Regions from separate parts of the Mus musculus genome. Here region 2 is linked to region 1. The links are chromatin contacts, called in public promoter capture Hi-C maps. All regions are on one chromosome and are shown on one strand. Each heading gives the region's core, a stretch centred on a gene start, on an enhancer-like site or on the middle of the called end of the contact. The rest is flanking DNA. Distances are from core to core; before and after follow the strand shown.

Region 1 (2,700 bases), core at 144-2,643:
CTTCGCCTTCCTCACCATTAGCCGCTTCATAGGCCACATGCGTTTTCTGTGTTCTCCGTGGATGTCTCACGGGCCTGTGGCTTTTTCTTCCTTCTGCAAAAAAGTGCCATTCAGTCTTTGGAGTGGGTTTTATATGAGGGTGGGGGAAGGGTGCTGCTTACCTGCCAATCCACATCCCCACACTTGTTTGTGCAACTAACTGTCCATTATCTACCACGATGTGTACAGAAGTGCTGTGCTCTGCCCTTGTCACAACAGTACATGACAGTCTGACAAAGTGCCTGTTAGCACACCGACACTAGTAACAGCCTCTAGGATAATATAACCTCTCTCCTTTGTCCCAAGTCCTTTGAGTTACATTCAAGAGAACCTCTCTCTTCACACCCAAACTGGACAGTGCAACTCCCCTTTCAGAAATCGTTGCATTTAGGATGAGCTCCAAACTCTACTACTATAAAACATTTGCTGCCTTAACAGTATCAACACTTTCTGTGGCCCTTGGCCCTTGCCAAGCCTCAGCCTGGATCCCAGCGGATCTCTACTACTGAACCGATTCTGGGAGACCATTGCTGCCTACGCACACTCCTGCTCTAGCCACTTATGTCTAAGTCCCAGGCGGGGACGGGCTGATAATTACTCCCTGAGTACCACTAGTTGGCACATAGTAGGCCCTTAATGGCTACAGGACAAACACAATGAGTGCCATGCCCTTTCCTGTTTTCTCTCTGGGCCTGTTTTCTTTCAGAACCACCGTCCAGCTGGGAGAGAAGACTTCTAGCTGGGTGTGTTCTTGGCACACAGCCTGGCCCTACAAGAGAGGGAGGCAGCTCTGAGAACAGAGCTGTGTCCCACGGACAGCCTGGAGCAAGTGAATGTCCTAAGCTAGGCTGGTTGGACTAAAACTTTTCACTGGCGATAAGGGTGGATGAATACATCCAGAACCCAGTCTTACGGACCCTGCAGACCCTGCGGGTCCCAGACCCTTGGAAGAAGCTAGAAGTGGGGCCACGTGAGATTTAAGCGTAGCTTCAATTCAAGATTCAAGGCAGCTGCCTACTCCGCGGCGCCTAGAGTTTAGGTCAGATGCTGCGGCCCGGGACGCAAGCCTGGAGCCAAAGTTCCACGTTCCTCCTTTCCTCCAAAACGCCTGCAGGCGCAGAGCTACCTGCAGCAGCCTCTCGCGGGGCGAGCTCCTCCCTACACCCTTCCGACGCGATCCTAGTCGCGCGGCTCCGACTGCGAGTCACCATCCGCACCCCTGAGTTCATGCCTGGGCTGTAAACTACTCCTCCGAGCAGCCCCGCGATCCCACCACTTGCTCAACGCGCACGCGAAACTACAATTCCCAGAGAGCTCAACGCAAATAGTCAGCAAAGCCTCGCCCCCGGAAGTACGGGTTGCGCTTCCGGCAGCTGCCCTGGGCCGGGGGTGTGCGCCCTTCCCTGGGTGCAGGAGGACCTGCGCGCGAAAGGCGCGCGCGGGGTGAGTAGCCCTGGAGGCTCTGACTGCTGGGGCGGGTTGCGATGGTTTGTGTGGTCGCGTCGCGATGGGGTGAGGGGAATTGGTCGTTCTGATTCCAATCCTCCGCCGCTCCCACCGCTGACAAGTCCTAGCGCTTCAAGCCCTCCATTGCGAATGTGAGCGGGCCTCTGCATCTATTCACGCGACAGCTCCTCCTTAACCTAGGGAGAACTAATGGCAATCAACAGGCGGGTCGCTAGAGTAAGCCTATACCTCCGGAGTTGATTTGTGGCTGAGTTCCTCCTGCATGGAGTTGAGTTGCCCCAGAGGCTGTAGGAAGGACAGGTTATTGCCTACCCTTGACCTAGGATTCTGGAGGTTCGCCTCGAGGGCAGAAGGGAGAACCTTTCCTGGGGTGTATCAAATAATATGTTTATTTCTACACAGAGCAGTTCTCTAGTACTGCCCTGCCCACCATGGCCAAACCAACAAGCAAAGATTCCGGCTTGAAGGAGAAGTTCAAGATACTGTTGGGATTGGGAACATCGAGGCCAAATCCCAGGTGTGCAGAAGGCAAACAGACTGAGTTTATCATCACATCGGAAATCTTGAGAGTGAGTGAGTGGCCAATGTCTTGGCTAGCCCAGCACAAAGGCTAGGAAGGCTGGGTTTGTCTGTCATTGGGTTCTGTGGGAGATGGGTTGCTGGTAACCATCTGCATAGGGCTGCTGTCCCCAGTACTGTGGAGACAGATATATGCCTGTCCTCAGGATCTTGGTGTCCTGCTTTAGCACACTTGCCTTAGAAGTTAGGTGTTGTATGAAAACTTATTTTGTTTAGTGTTATGGTAGATAGATGCCCTGTACTCTCTCAGCACGTGAGAGGCAGAGGAGATAGGATTATGAAGTTGGAGGCAACATAATTGTAACCCACCTGAGCTACAGTAGTGAGACTGGGTCCTCCTCTCCTCAAAGATGTTCGTTTCCTTTTTTAAATTGGAGATCCACCCTTTCTTTTTAGGAACTTTTAAAAAAAGATTTATTTATTTAACATACACACACACACACACACACACACACACACACACACACACACACACACACACTGTAGATGACACACCAGAAGAGGGCATCAGATCCCATCACAGATGGTTGTGAGCCACCATGTGGTTACTGGGAATTGAACTCAGGACCTCTGGAAGAGCAGTCAGTGCTCTTAACCACTGAGCTATCTCACCAG
Region 2 (2,700 bases), core at 107-2,606, 1.2 Mb before region 1:
GGCTGGCTGCAAGTGGGGACCAACGTGTCAGCATCTGGGTCTCTGACTGGCTCCGGGACCGCTGTGAACTCCTGGAATGGTTGAGCTTTCCTGCACCTGCTGTCTCAGAGGTAAGAGTTCCACGGTCATGTGGGTGGGGATTGGAGTCTGCACAACCCAGCACAACATACTGCTTTCCACAGGCTCCAGGCCTCCTGCCCCCCTCTCTTGCTGCCTTCTGCCCTTGGGATAAGGCGATACTGGTGTGTGTGGGCCTGGGTGCACATGAGGAGGTCATCTTCTACAGCCTCCGTCAGAAGCAGGTTTGTGCGATCACTGCTCTGTAGGTGGACATCCAGGGCTGTGTCATAGGGTTAGAAGGCCATGGAGCCTGGGCTTTGTCCCTGGCAGGAGACCTCAGTGTCATATTGTTTTCCTACAGGTGATACAGAAGACACCTCTGCCCTTCTTTGCCATGTCTTTGAGCCTGTCCCCAGGATCTCAGCTCATGGTGGTTGGTTTTGCTGGTGAGTGCTGGTCGACACACATAGAGAGGGCAGCTTTGACAGTCCTCAGCCATAGCAGGTTTGGGGGCGTAGATGTCATGGCCCTGCTCCCCTCAGCAAGGTTCCCAGCAAGGTGTCAGTACTCAGAGCACCCTGTCATCTACCCACAGAGTGCATGATGAGGCTCCTAGACTGTGCGTCAGGGACTGCCCAGGACTTGGAAGGCCATGATGACTCGGTCCACCTGTGTAGGTTCACTCCATCTGGCAGACTGCTCTTCACAGCTGCTCACAACGAGATCCTGGTGTGGGAAGTCACCGATCCCTGAGCTATTGCTAGGAACATAGGCAGAAAAGCCAGACTGTGGATTGCTGTATGCCGAGCCAGGATGGCTGGGACAGGCTTCAGAACTGCATTGTTTGGAATTTGGGTGAAATCTGAAAAGATTCAAGGAGGCTGAGGGTGTGGCAGTGACTTAGAATCTGTGAAGTGTGGTTTTGACCCTCAGAACCACTCCCTCCTACACAAAACTTGGCATACTGGGTTGTTTTTCACATGAAGGTTGTTTTATTGTTTTTATTTTGTACAGTTTAAGGAAATAAACACTGGCATTTATTATAGCGATACATTGTTTTATTGTCCCATAAATTGTGTCTTTGCATCACTTCTGGCCTGAGCTCACCCTTTCCTCCCGAGGAGCCCGTTGAGTCTGAGTTGTTTGCACCACCTGCAGAGTCAGGAACACTCTACTGGCAGGCGGGCGCGGGCGCCTTGCCTTAGCCCAACCACTAGCTGGTGCTGTGTGGGCGGGACCGGAAGCTTGGGTGAGGGCGGTACTGAAGACAGGAAGTGCGGGGGCCTGAGCGGGTTGAAGGAGAGGGTTGGGGTTGGGATTGGGTCTACTTGGGCCGGGCCGGGCCGGGAGGGGTGGGTTTGGGGTGCTGCTGCGGGCAGCAGCCATGCGGCGCGATGTTCGCATCCTGCTGCTGGGCGAGGGTAGGTGCGCTGGGGCCGCGGGAAGACCGGTAGGGTCGCCGTGACCTCGGCGGTGCTCCTGACTACTGTTCCCTCTCCCCGCGCAGCCCAGGTGGGGAAGACGTCTCTGATCCTGTCGCTGGTCGGCGAGGAGTTTCCCGAGGAGGTGCGCGGGGCGGACTGGGCACTTAGGGCGGATGCCAGGCTCTGGGCAGCCGCTCCGCATTCAATACTGACCCACCTGTTGCAGGTCCCTGCCCGCGCGGAGGAGATAACCATCCCCGCCGACGTCACCCCGGAGAAGGTGCCCACTCATATCGTGGATTACTCAGGTATCTATCTCCAAATGCTGCCCCCCAGCCGGTGTGTATTGAGCCTGCAGCCGGTCTGAATCGAGCGCAACAGCCATTCTACATAGCATTCTTTTTCCTTTTAGAAGCGGAGCAGACAGAGGAAGAACTTCAGGAGGAGATCCACAAGGTGCGGTGCATCTTGCAGGCCCTTGGGTACTGAGCCCAATTCTTTGGTCCTAACTTGCTGCCATCTAGTCTTAATCGGCTTCCTTTCCTGGCGGCTGGATTAGGTGACTCTGCTTGACCCTGATAATTCAGCTGTGACCTTCACGGCTGAGTATTGTTGGCTTTTCCAGATCATAGCTTTCTGGGAATCAGGACCTGGCCAGTACTGCCATTAGTGATCCATCCCAGGGTCTGAGGGGAGCAGACACACACACACACACACACACACACACACACACACACCCTTCATTGCTTTTCCTTAACATACTTCGGTTCCCCAGTACTATTCCTCCCTAGGCTGTAGTGGATGCCATCTTAACTAGGCGTTCCCTGATGCCAGAGTTTACTATGTTCCTGAATGCAGTCCTTCAGCCTTCTTTGTGTCCTATAGGTGCAGGTCACTTGGTCACTTGGTCAGGGTGCAGTGTCTCCTTGCTTGCATCTGCAGCATCCTTGCTGCTTGTACTGAGATAGAAAGTGAGAGAGACCTGCCTTGGGACTGTAACCTGCGTGTGATAGGTCTGTCATAAGTCCAGGATGTGCTGTCTAGAGCCATGGTGCTAGGGTCTGGTGTCTCTTAGGGAGTGTTGGCAGGGAGAGGCCTGCTTGGCAAAGGTGGACTTTCCTGGCCTCAGAGCCCTACCCATCCTGCTGTGAGCACCCGGGACATGGCCAGGAGTGGCCTGTACTGTCCATAGTGAGCCGGCAGACTATGCTTACCC

Evidence for each region. Promoter capture Hi-C pulls out the DNA fragments that hold promoters and counts their contacts.
Region 2: a contact with region 1 is called in a promoter capture Hi-C map of pre-B cells, with 3 times the contacts expected there. The contact joins the promoter of Rhot2 here to the promoter of Tsc2 in region 1. A contact is called at or near these places in 3 of 39 promoter capture datasets (cranial neural crest, liver and pre-B cells) and 1 of 9 other capture datasets (liver).

What each region holds. Positions count from the first base shown.
Region 1 is chr17:24,631,320-24,634,019 of GRCm38.p6, reverse strand. Tsc2 (TSC complex subunit 2) reads left to right here and starts at 1,393. Exons shown (of 42, transcript NM_001286713.1): 1 at 1,393-1,482; 2 at 1,909-2,075. The coding sequence starts at 1,938. It overlaps Nthl1 (nth (endonuclease III)-like 1 (E.coli)), which reads right to left and starts at 1,338. Exons shown (of 6, transcript NM_008743.2): 1 at 1,166-1,338; 2 at 1-93. The coding sequence starts at 1,268.
Region 2 is chr17:25,843,181-25,845,880 of GRCm38.p6, reverse strand. It overlaps Rhot2 (ras homolog family member T2), which reads left to right and starts at 1,356. Exons shown (of 19, transcript NM_145999.3): 1 at 1,356-1,481; 2 at 1,568-1,626; 3 at 1,711-1,792; 4 at 1,897-1,940. The coding sequence starts at 1,445. Wdr90 (WD repeat domain 90) reads left to right here. Exons shown (of 41, transcript NM_001163766.1): 38 at 1-110; 39 at 183-302; 40 at 422-506; 41 at 656-1,147. The coding sequence ends at 813.